Linked DNA regions of Triticum aestivum: region 1 is linked to region 2. A link is a contact called in public Hi-C data. All regions are on one chromosome and are shown on one strand. Each heading gives the region's core, a stretch centred on a gene start, on an enhancer-like site or on the middle of the called end of the contact. The rest is flanking DNA. Distances are from core to core; before and after follow the strand shown.

Evidence for each region. Hi-C and Micro-C count contacts between places; a contact is called where the count stands out from the background.
Region 1: a Hi-C map of leaf shows a contact between it and region 2, with 6 times the contacts expected there. The contact joins the enhancer-like site here to the promoter of LOC123096136 in region 2. A contact is called at or near these places in 4 of 5 Hi-C or Micro-C datasets (leaf and an unstated tissue).

What each region holds. Positions count from the first base shown.
Region 1 is chr4D:52,365,743-52,372,329 of IWGSC CS RefSeq v2.1, forward strand. LOC123096138 (a long non-coding RNA gene) reads right to left here. Exons shown (of 8, transcript XR_006446482.1): 7 at 6,208-6,587; 8 at 3,820-5,917. Among protein-coding and RNA genes, the nearest start is that of LOC123096138, 7.0 kb to the right of the region's middle. Within about 2 kb of position 3,424, at least 1 of the 8 cell types and tissues checked has an H3K27ac peak or open chromatin away from gene starts, as enhancers often do.
Region 2 is chr4D:52,307,744-52,314,206 of IWGSC CS RefSeq v2.1, forward strand. It overlaps LOC123096136 (BTB/POZ domain-containing protein NPY4), which reads right to left and starts at 1,965. Exons shown (of 5, transcript XM_044517759.1): 1 at 1,672-1,965; 2 at 1-436. The coding sequence starts at 22.

The DNA.
Region 1 (6,587 bases), core at 2,174-4,673, 59 kb after region 2:
GAGATGAAGCAACAATGGCCTCCCGCAAGTGCAATCACATTGTGTTAACGACACCTTGAAAGCCCGACCTCCATGTTGCCGGCCATCGTTTGTGGTTCCTCCTGGCTCTTTCACTTCGTACTTCCACTCTTCGTTGTCATGCTTCTTCTGAGTCCGCCTTCCGTGATTGAAATACCAACCATTCATCAACTTTGGGTGGGAACTTGTACTTGTACTTCCGTGGGTTCTCACCCGCTATATGTGCATCGGTTTCCATCGAGTACTTTACAAAGTACGCATTCATCTTGTCAAATGTGTATTGAACTATTGCCGTCACGGGTAATCCACGTGCACCTTTGAGCACCCTATTGAAGCATTCGACCATATTGCTTGTCATTTGACCGTATCTCCGGCCATCTTCATCAAAAGCACGTGCCCACTTGTTCCGGTATTGAATGTGCCTATTGAGAAAATCTTGACCCCCGGGATCAAGTTTTTTGTGTGCGAGCAATTTATTGTACGAAGTGGCGAAGCGCTTATCGGAGAAAGCGAGACAACAATCTTGAAGATCATCGGCCAACTCCTTAAGGCCACATGCCCTATAGAAGTTCGAACAAAAGTGCCTCATGCACCATCAATGGTGCTACGGAGCATGCCCGGGAATGTCAATCTCCACGACGTTAAGAATTCCTTGATTCCGATCCGATATGACACAAATTTCCCTTTCAGCGGGTAACACCTTCGTCCTCAAAAGATGCAGAAACCACTCCCAGTTGTCATTGTTTTCCACCTCAACCAAAGCAAATGCCAATGGCAACACCCGGTTATTGGCATCACTTGCTATCGCAACCAACAAGGTGCCCTTGTATTGTCCGGTCAAGAACGTGCCATCAATTGTGATGACTGGCCTACAATGTTCGAAAGCCCTCACACATTGCTCGAACGCCCAAAAAGCACGGCCAAATACTCTGACTTTCCTTCCTTCATGAACCGTTGTTTGGTGCCCATGAGGCTCGACCACATGAACCATGCCCGGGTTTGTCGCGGCCATGGCTAACAACAACCTAGGGATTCGGTTGTATGCTTCCTCCCATGTACCATACAACATCTTAAATGCGGCTTGCTTCGCCTTCCATGCCTTGCCGTATTTCACCTTGTAATGAAAGATGGCTTTCACAAGGTCAATGACATGTTGGACGCTCATTGTTGGAAGTGTGGATATTGAGTTGGAGAGCCTGTAAGCGATGAACTCGGACGTGAGTTGTTTTTAGTCTTCGGACACAATCTTGCCATCCACCCTTTTGCCTTGGCACATGTGAGTTGGCACACAACTCACTACATGCCAAGTTGGACCTCCTTTCCATGGTCTTGCATGCACAATCCACGGACAACCGCCACGGCGTCTTGCCACTCCTTGTTGGACCTCCTTTCCACGAGCTCTACCACCACCACGGCCTCTTGTAAGTCCAAGTTGGACCTCCTTTTCATCTTCACATGCACATGCAACCGTGTAGCGCACATTGACGTCCGAGTTCACCACCTTGTGTGGACGATAATGCGTAACCGAGTAGTTGTCGAGCCACATCTTCAAATCCAACAAGCTATCGAACTTAGAACCTTTAGCAATCCGGTTCTTGTCGTCTACCAAATCACGGTGAGAGCTTGGCCTAACCCCAAGAGGTACACATTGGCCACCATCTACCACGGCTTCATCCGCGAGACTAACATCCTTGAACAATGTAGTCCGATGATCCCGACCAAATACCTTCTCGAAAGCTTCGGCCTCCTTCACCGTGAACCCCTCCGCATCAACTTGTTCATCGGGACCATCGTCATCCGAGTCTGATGCATATGCACGGGAAAAAGGGATGAATGGTCCATTGTCTCTTGCAAATGATATTTGTCGAGATCACCCACATTGTTGTCATGGAGATCAACTTCATTGTCATCGTCCGCATACTCATCATTGTCCTCTTGCAAAGATTCATCTTGGTTGTTTGTATACGGGCTCAATGTTGGCCTCACTTCTTGGGTCAAAAGAGGTTCAACAATTTCATCTCGCTTCAAGGGTGGGGGGCTACTAGCAACCAAAGGGGAGGGGTTCCGGTTGAAGTCCAAATGCAAACTTGAATCAACCTTCTTCGTTGCAAATCACTCAAGAGCCTTGTCTAGTGATTCGGCCACCGTCTCCTTGTATGCAACCCAACGTTGCTCCGAGTTGACACGCATTGTCTTCCAACGGATGTGCATTCCAAAACCAACATTATGCCTTCCCTCCAACTCAATGATATCACTAGGGTCCATCCAATTCAAATCTTTCCTAACTTGTTGCAAGAGCTCCGCATAGCTAGGACTACTATCAAACACCATGTCAAGCTCATCCGGGTCCGGTTCTTTATTGCCTTTCAAAAAGGCGTCTTTGTCCCCATGATGAACAAACACACATGTTCTTCCCATCCCTATAAGCATTCAAAGAACACAAGGTAACATTGCTTCCATGAGTACTAATCCATGGATTAACACGGAATACAAACCCTAATATATATATGAAACAACAACCCTAACCCTAACCATAACCCTAACCCTAATCATAACCATAACCCTAACCATAACCCTAGCCCTAAACCTAACCCTAGCACCAACATAAGAACACCCATAAGAATAACCCTAGCATACTAACAAAGCCTAATCATAGAAATTGGCTAACAAACATCTCACATCTCCATGCAAATCTCTAGATCCAAACAAAACTAGGGTTTCCCCAAACTAGCAACAAATGAGCAATGGGAGAACTTTACTTGGATCAAAACAAGGGGATCGGAGATTATTACCTTGAGGGAGGGTTTGACTTCGAAATCCACGGACAAATTCTTCAAATTTGCAAGATTTGGAAGAAGATTTGAGAGGGGGAGAGAGTGGGAGAGGGGGCAAAGCTCGGGGAGAGAGTGAGAGAGTGTGTGGTGGGGGGGGGGTGGGGGAGGGGGGCCCAGCCAAGTGGCTGGATAAGTCACAGTGCAGCGCCTAGCCGCTAGGCGCTGCACATTACATATGTAGCGCCTAGCGCCTAGGCGCTGCACATGTGCAGCGCCTAGCTCGGAGGCGTTGCACGGCTGGGTGCGGGCCCATGGGCTGCCACGGTGGACAGAGGTGCAACGCCCCAGAGCTAGGCGCTGCACCGTAGGGTGTGGCGCCGGCGTGGCGGGCGCTACACAAAAGGGTCAGGGGTGTGAAATAGTTTCGCACCCAGTTCATTCTGTGAATTGATTTCGTCCGAGGTCAAAATTGTCAAATTTGCCATCCCCGACACGCTCTGAAATCTGGCGTGTGTATGTGTGCTTTTTCCTATGGACGTAGCGTTCGGAGCAGCCACACGAGTGTACCTCCTGTCGACACCGCCGGGGGACACAGGTTTTGCTTGACATCACTGGCACTTTTGTCGAGTGTGATCGAGGAGATTTCCGACGGGCAAGCGTGTGCATGCGTGTCAAGCCTATCTGCAAGCTGTCTCCTCATGTAGTGTAGGAGTACTAGATCAGGATCGCGCCAAGGGGTGTCGGTCCCAACGTTTTGGTTAATGCTTAGTAAGAATCCTCATTTAGCATATGTATTCGAACAAGAAAACAAAATAAAAGAAGAAACATTAACTTGTAATAGAAGCAATACAGCAAAAGATGACCACTTGACATTAAGTTTAGTACTAATAGCGCAAACATGAGAGGAAGTACTAATCTAAAATAATGTTTGCAACATGTCCATATATAAGCAAGGCAACTATCCATTATAGGCTAAATTTATACCAAAAGCAAATTTACCACAAAGGAAACATCTCAAAAAGCAGTATGTAGTAAACACTTACTAATGGTTCAGTACAAAACATCAAGGTCCATCACACTCCATTGACAGATTTCATATGAAATGTACATACCAAATCACTTGTTGTAACAAATATACAAATATACTCTGAACAACCTGGCCCTCAACTTTCGCTTCTTTCTCCAAGTATAAGTATATTGGAATTCCAAAAAGCAGTCTTGGTATGCAGTCCAGCGCTCAGACCCAAACCAAAAGGAATGTTACAGTTCACTACCATAGAAAGATAGATAGTCCAGATGGTGTTGTACACAAGTGAACCCCTAACAAAGCAATGTTCTACATTTCTTGGGTATCATCTTCACACCTCCAACAGATGGTGTCGCACACAAGTGAACCCCTAAAAAAGCCTTAAGTTTAAGTATATTGGCAAACCCTATCAAAAAAGTAATTTTTCTCTACCTCTTTCAGATTGGGAGAATCATGACAGAGAGGCATGAGACTACAAACAGTGGCATTGGTAAATAGGCAAAGCATATGATATCTGAATGGGAAAAATTAATTATGTCTATTTGAAATGCTATAAGTACATAATGGTCAGGGACAAAAGAAAACCAGTGAGCACAGAAACATGCATCAGGTCCTTCAGATTCACATGAGAAAGAAAACCGCATGATTTTATCTTGACCACGAAACAATCTACACAATGTAAAAGTGATGATACCAACTCCATTACTTACCTAATAGCAGTAAGAAATTGGATAACGCAAGTGCATGATCACATCTCATCATTATAAGTGGATGACAATAATAACAATTATAATACATGGGTTGCAAGAGTAGAGAACACTTATTGTATACGAAGGCACACCATTCTCTACCACAAAAGGAGGGAAGCGCGCCTTGGCGCGTGTTGCACGGCCCAAGTGCAAGATCCAAAACAGTATAGTAACTCAAAGCTCAACACATCAAGTTTGGCAAAAAGGAATGGATCAAAAGCTATGCAGTATGATAAATCTGAATTAGAGCAAATCATCTATATAGAAAGCAACACACTCCACATGTCATTAATAATAATTAGATCAAGTCATTTGTATGAAGTCTGAGTACTGCATTAAAGGGTAGCTGTACAGTACAGAAAACATATCACATTGCTCTGGAGCAGAGCGCTTAGTTCGTGCCGCCTTTTTTCATATCGATGTAAAATTGATTAGTCTTTGAAGCTGAGCGCTTAGTTCATGCATTTCTTTCATGATGCATATACCATAAGAAAAATACAAAATTCTATCCTCTTATAAAATTCTACCTTAAAAAAGATCAAAACAATCCAAGTTTTATTAGGACATGCAATGGTCAACCAGGACAAAGCAGCAATGAAACAATTATTGTCAGCTAACTCTAATGTAATTTGACCGTATGGTAAATCATATTTTTGTTCCAATGGTCTTGCTTTACCTCTCGCGGTCAGTGTTGTAAAGCTCGAATGATTTTAGGGCTATCCTTATAGACACCAGTGCAACTGATTTTAATCAAGCATACATTCAAATCAAGCGCATCCAAAATGAAAGATATAAACTATTATATTGCTTTAAGATACAATTTTTATATCATTCAGCTCTGTAAAATTGCACAACCACAAAATTTGCAAACAGGAGGAGGTGAGTAGAGCCATGAGTACCATTTTGGTTTACATAGAAAATTAGGAATTTGCAAACAGGAAAAGGTTTATCTTTGCATATCAGCATGGTTATATATCAGTACTACTATTTGTCCATATCAGGAGATTTGCTGCTGGGATTAAGCCGGACTAATGTTGGTTGTTGCTAAATCTTGCTGCCATTCATACAATTTCAGTGCAAGTACAAGCAGCCAAGCACACACACGTCACACTTTAGCAGAGCAAGCGGAAAGGTAGAGAAAAAAGAACGAAGAGGCTACCTGCAGGCTGCAATAGTTGGAGCATGGAGGCAGCTGTCGAAATGCATGAGTTTTCACAACACCAGAGCAGGGCCGAGAAGATCCTGGCTCAGGCAGAGCGAACCCAACGACAGATGACGGATACTGAAAGTCTACAAAACGACTGGCCATACAAAGGTGGCCACATGTATTCCTTCAAGTCCGCCTTGACCTGAACATCAGAAATCACCAAAATCAAACAAACATCACAGAAAGGTGCTCTGAACCCAAATCGCTTCTTCATAAACATGGAGAAACATCGGTGAACAGAGCAATCTTACGTCATACAAAAAATAAATTAAGATATTACAAGCAAGAACACCAGATAAGAGTGCTATAAAGTGCAGCAAGTTAACAAAATTTGGTTCAGAATATATGCTAGAAAAATAGACATGTACCATGAGAAGGAAAAAGCCAAACCTAATAAGATGATTGATCATTTCCAAAGAAGCATATATTGACCTTAGAATAGGGTTGATCCTTCTTGATTATGAACCTATCAGCACACCATATCAATTCTTGCTACGCAATGTACCTCTATAGCAGTCTACACTGCAATAAAAGAAGATCTAAGTAAGTGCACATTATGCTCTTAGTTAGAGCATAAAGGAATATTCAATTGCAACTATAAGTTTTATCTCATAAGGCAACAAAGTGAGCAGTAAAATAATACAAAGCTAGGAAAGGAACAGAAGTCGATGCTAGGTCAATATCATAATTTTAATTTTGTTGTGTAGCATTACTTGGAAAGAGAAGTATAGAAGAGCATTTATCTAGCCTAACCACGAGTGAAGGAAAGCTGTAAATCTGTAAGGTAGTCAAAAAACAGCATCGATCTTGAT
Region 2 (6,463 bases), core at 715-3,214:
AGCCAAGCTTCATATGCTTCATTGTGCCAAAACCGAAAAACAGCCTGCAAATCTCCTCCCCTTTTTGCTTTCTCTCTAGCTCTTCTACTTTCCCCTACCTCACCGGTCACCACCGAATGGGAGCCAAGAAGAAACGCCTCAACAAACCCACAACACTTAACCCATCAACAAAGTACCAAACCGGTGGCCACTGCGATGTGAAAGGACAACACCAACAACTGGTGATAAAGATCCACGCCCAACTGTCCCCCTTTGAACCGCGGCAGAGCCCCCACCAAATCAAATCAGGTCAAGAGCCCAAGCAGACCTCCTTCCCTCTAGATGAGTAAACTAGCCGGCAGTTGCATCAAGATCTGGGTCCGGGAGAGCACAACGGCAACAAGGACTCGTCCTCGTCCAAGCTGGATCACACAGGGAGAGTAAGGGGCGGCAGCACCTGCAGAGCACAAGGGCAGCATCTTGAGGTGAGGGGACAGCGGGAATAATCGGTGATGCAATGTTGGGAGACCATGGGAACAAGCACCAGTGAGGGGAGGAATCTTATCTTGGTTAAAATCACAAGCAAGCAACATGAATGGCACAGACAGGTTGCAAGATGAGAATAATTTAAGGGTGTGGCACATGTAGGCAGTCAAACAGTAGTTATAGAATTGCAATCCGTAGACCACTGGTTTGGAGGGGTTGCTTCTCCTCTTGGTGGGCAACAAGATCGAAATGTGCATAAAGAAGTTGACATAATCTGATTTTTCTAGGTAAATTTTGGCTAAGGAGGAAAGACCTTATAATAAATCCAAAATTAGGAAAATGGAAGATAGGATTATTATGAACTTTCCCGTACAAAAAAGACCACAAAAACTGTAATACCGGGATTGACAAATAATGGCACATATCTCAACAAAAAGTACACTCTATCTCATGCTACAGAAAAAAAGGAACAAATTTGTGATTTACTTTCAGTTAACAAGGAACGCAAGTTCAGTTCAGTAGTGCCTAACAAAGGGAAAGGATGATCAACAGAACCCTTAGAAAAACCTTTTAGAAAATAATCTGCAAACAAATCCGCTACAGAATAAATGGGTGTATTGGAGAGACTAAACGTTGGGATTAGATCGCCGGCGTCAAATAAATCAATCGAAACGGGTTAGGGGTCCGTCACCAGCAAAAGAAATGAATCAGCGGAGGGCGACGAAGATCTTTGTTGGGCGGAGCTGCGGAAGGAGACGCCTGGCGGCGGAGAGGGGAAGAGGAAGGATCCGTCCGATCTCGAAGGCCCTAGACAATGGACCCGGCGAGGAGGATACGCCGCCGCCTCTTCCTCTGCTTCTCATCAGACGGAGGAGGAGGGGAGGGAACCAGTGATGGGAGGAAAGAAAGGCCTTGGTTGGCAGAAACCAACAGAAAAGCGCAGAAGAAAAGGCAGCTTTTTAGGACAGGGGAAACGACCAAACCAACACCAAGAAACATTCCTACCGAACCACCACCACTACTGGATACACTCCTCCAACTCATTGTCGGAGTAGCGTAGAAATAAACCTCAATAATACGTACACCATTTCATCTCATTATTGGACGGGAAAAATGCGCGGCTTGCTTAACTCACGATAGAGAGCAAAACAAAATATCCAAACCTGTTTGAAGGGGGAAAAGAAGAACTGGTAGGGGCTTAATTACCTTGCAGCAGTTGTGACTTGTGAGTTGGGTTGATGCGATCAAGCACAACGCTTATGTTTCTTGGCGTCGATCTGCCGCCCGGCCGCCGCTGGTGAGAGTGTCTTTCTTGCGGAGCGAGCTGAGTTTGGTGGTGCCTGCTTCTGCTTCTGCTCTAACGCAGAGCTAATGGATTTGGTTTTTTATCTTGAGGAAAACCGGTGGGGGGTGCCGGGGTGGGGTGGCAAAGCCTAGTTCATGGGCTCTGGGAATGGACTGTTCTGCCCCTCTAAATGTTCTCTTGCTGCCCCCTCCCTTTCTCCACTGGTTCCACATAAGCGTTTATAATCCTGTGTTCTTTTTCTCCTTGTCCTTTTAGTTTTGGTGAACTTTTTTATGTAGGCTCATTTCATTAGAATATATGTGGTCTCATTTTGTGTGTGGGGAGTGTTGCACAGTTCAGGCAGGCATTGATGGAAACCAAACACGCTCATAGAGCTAGTTTGGTTGGTGCCCTGGACAGCAAGTCTGGACATTTTTCACGACTGGCCTGGGCCTGAGCATTTGAAATTATTTGCCTGGTCAGGCTAGCACTGTTTGGTTCCTTACCTGGCCTGGTGGGGCGTTTGTACTTTTAATTCGTCTCCCCATCCCCTCGTTTTCTGTACCTTCACTACTAGTGACTGCAATTTGTGTCAGCCTGCTGCTCCAGGCACGTCCAGGCGTCTAGAATGGGTCGCCTGGCTCAGGCTAACTATGTTGCCTGGCTAATCACGTTCCCAGGCTCAGGCGCTCAGCCTGAGCACTCAACCTGTGGACACCAACAAAACAAGAGCCAGGCAGCTTCCAGGCAGGGGCCAGGCCAGGCGCCAAGACCTGTGGAAGCCAACCAAACTGACCCATAATCCTCGATCCAGACTGAGGGGTCAATCGACCCGTCGTACTTTTGGACATTCACAATTTTGAAGCCTGGTGGGAATTTATGTTCGATGACTTCATCTGTGAAGCACGCCAGGTGGGCTGAACCTCGGGTACGGGGTGATGGCGTGACGCACATTAGAACTGTCCACATCCCCGTACTTGGTGCAGTCTCGCTGATCGCGGTATTTGGCCAGCCAAGCTAGCCGACTTGCTTGCTCAACGGGCAGGGTGCATGCGCTTCTTGGTCTGCTAGATGGTCCGAGGAGCTGGGACCTCGGGCGGGGAGGACGTCTGCTTGAGCTGCCCATGCCAACGGATGGGGCATTTCTATTGCGTCGTCGGTCCGACGCCTTGGGGTGTGCATGCTTGTACCGTTCCTTCGGCCGTTAGGGGTGAGGTTGGTTTTCGGCATGCTTGTGCAATTTGGCCCATTGGCGCTTGGATATTGCACTTCCGACGGTGGCGGCATCGAGGTCTTTCATCAAGTTCTTGTAGTAGCTAGACGGCACTTTATTGTTCGTCGCCTGCTTCAACTTGGCCTTGAGCACTTCCTAGGCCTGGAAGAGCTCGTTCCAGTGGTCGCCCAGGTACTCTTGCTCTTCCTAAAGTCTTCACTTCTTGTTTGTTATCTTGTTGGGCGTGCGGACCAACCTTACCTCAATGAGTCGAGGTTGGGGCCATTAAGTGACTTTTTTGGGATGTCAATGTCCTCGGGGCTGAGGTTGTTGTCCGGTTCGTCGACATTTGATGTCTACTACGCAACTTTATTCTTGTAAACTCGTGTTGGGCCTCCAAGCGCAGAGTTTTGTAAGACAGTAGCAAATTCCCCTCAAGTGGATGACTTAAGGTTTATCAATCCGTGGGAGGCGTAGGACGAAGATGGTCTCTCTCAAACAACCCTGCAAACAAATAACAAAGAGTCTCTTGTGTCCCCAACACACCAAATATAATGATAAATTGTATAGGTGCACTAGTTCGGTGAAGAGATGGTAATACAAGTGTAGTAACGATAGTAGATATTGATTTTTGTAATAGGAAAAATAAAAAAACAGCAAGGTAGCAAGTAACAAAAGTGAGCACAAACGGGATTGCAATGCTTGAAAATGAGGCCTAGGGTCCGTACTTTTGCTAGTGCAAGCTCTCAACAATGCTAATATAATTGGATCATATAACCATCCCTGAACGTGCGATGAAGAATCACTCCAAAGTTCTTATCTAGCGGAGAACATAAGACAAAATTGTTTGTAGGGTATGCAACCACCTCAAAGTTATCTTTTCTGATTGATCTATCCAAGAGTTCATACTAAAATAACACCAAGTTACCTTTCCGATCGATCTATCTAAGAGTTCGTACTAAAATAACACCATATGATACACATCAACCAACTCTAATGTCACCTAGATACTCCAATGTCACTGCGAGTATCCGTGAGTTGATTATACGATATGTATCAAACAATTTCAGATTCATAATACTCAATCCAACACAAAGAACCTCAAAGAGTGCCCCAAGATTTCTACCGAAGAAACAAGGACGAAAACATGCATCAACCCCCATGCATAGATTACCCCAATGTCACATCGGGAATTCGCGAGTTGAGTGCCAATACATATATCAAGTGAATCAATATGATACCGAATTGTCACCACGGGTATTCATAGCAAGACATACATAAAGTGCTCTCAAATCCATAAAATTATTCAATCCGATAATAATGAAATCTCAAAGGGAAAACTCAATTCATCACAACAAGATAAAGACGGAGAAACACCATATGATCCAACTATATTAACAAAGCTCCCGATACATCAAGATGAAAGTGCAACCAATCCCCGGGTGGTTTTGGTAATTCATAACAACATATAGCTCATTGGACTAATATCCATTCAAGATAAATATTTCAGGAAGTTCAATGGATGGCATGGCATGGACTAGAGATGTGGACCCCCTCAAAATGCTAAGGACATATATTGGCAAAAGCTCAAGACTCTTCATCTTTATTTTAGTGATCCAAGATCACATTGAGTCCATAGGAAAGACAATACTATTAAAAGGGGATGAAGTGTTGTTTAATGGCTTGCTTGCTCAAATACTTAGTGATATTGCTCCAAAACCCTCATCCACTTTCTCCATCCAAATATGTCAAAACCCTAAACTCCAACTCAGCCCCACCGATTCTTTCTATCCGGTGCCACCGAGTTCATATGACATAGCCACTGCCAGAAACCCTAGCAATCCGGTCTCACCGATACGGGTCTCGGTCTCACCGAGATGGCCTTGCCAACGCTGTATGACTTGTTGCATTTATTTTGGTCTCACCGAGTTATGCAATCGGTCTCACCAAGTTGGCTTGATATTCTCTCTGTTGCCTTATTGCTTCACTTCGGTCTCACCGAGTTGATGCAATCGGTGCCACCGAGATGATGTTTGCCCTAAGCCCTAGCACATCGGTCTCACTGAGTTGTTCCAGTCGGTCCCGCCAAGATTCCTAAGGTTCACATTTTTGAACATATCGGTCTAACCGAGTTTAGCTATTCAGTCCCACCGAGATGAGTCAAATGTGTGTAACGGTTGGATTTTGTGTGGAGGCTATATATACCCCTCCACCCCTTCTCCATTTGTCACATTTTCTGAGAGAGAACCACCTACTCATGTGTTGAGATCAAGATATTCCAATCCTACCACAAGAATCTTGATTTCTAGCCTCCCCAAGTTGCTTTCCACTCAAATAATCTTTCCACCATACCCAATTATGTGAGAGAGAGTTGAGTGTTGGGGAGACTATCATTTGAACCACAACAGCAAGGAGTTCATCATCAACACACCATCTATTACCTTTTGGAGAGTGGTGTCTCCTAGATTGGTTAGGTGTCGCTTGGGAGCCTCCATGAAGATGTGGAGTTGAACCAAGAAGTTTGTAAGGGTAAGGAGATCGCCTACTTTATGAAGATATACCCGAGTGAGGCAAGTCCTTCGTGGGCGATGGCCATGGTGGGATAGACAAGGTTGCTTCTTCGTGGACCCTTCGTGGGTGGAGCCCTCCGTGGACTCGCGCAGCCGTTACCCTTTGTGGGTTGAAGTCTCCATCAACGTGGATGTACGATAGCACCACCTATCGGAACCACGCCAAAAATCTCCGTGTCTCCATTGCGTTTGCCTTCTCCAAACCCTTCCTTTTACCTTCATATGCAATGTTCTACTTTCTGCTGCTATACTCTTAGAATTGCATGTGTAGGTTGAATGCTTGACTTGTGCTAATTACTAAAATCTGCCCACAACTAAAATTGGGAAAAGGCTAGATTTTTATTTGGTCACGTAGTCTAATCACCCCCCCCCCCTCTAGACATACTTTTGATCCTACAAGTAGCATCAGAGCTTTGGTCTCCATTTGCCTTGATTTCCATAGCTTTGGTGATCATAGCCTTGGTTTCACAACCTACGAGAGTATGGCGTCTAGCGAGGGAAATTACCACCATAGAGGTCCTTACTTTGATGGTATAAATTTTGCTAGTTGGAAGCATAAGATGAAAATGCATATTCTTGGTCATAACCCCGCCGCTTGGGCTATTGTGCGTGTTGGCTTGCAAGGTGATTTCTTCAAGGATGGTAAAGAACCGGATCGTGAAGCGTCCATGGAAGAGTTGAAGATGTTGCAATACAACGCTCAAGCTTGCGATATTCTCTTCAATGGATTGTGCCCCGAAGAATTCAACAAAATAAGCCGCCTTGAGAATGCAAAGGAAAATTGGGATACTTTGGTTGATATGCACGAAGCTACCGAGTCCGTCAAGGACTCCAAATTGGATGTGCTTCAAAGTCAACTTGACAAGTTCAAGATGAAGGATGGTGAAGGAGTCGCCGAAATGTACTCTAGGCTTGCTCTCATCACAAATG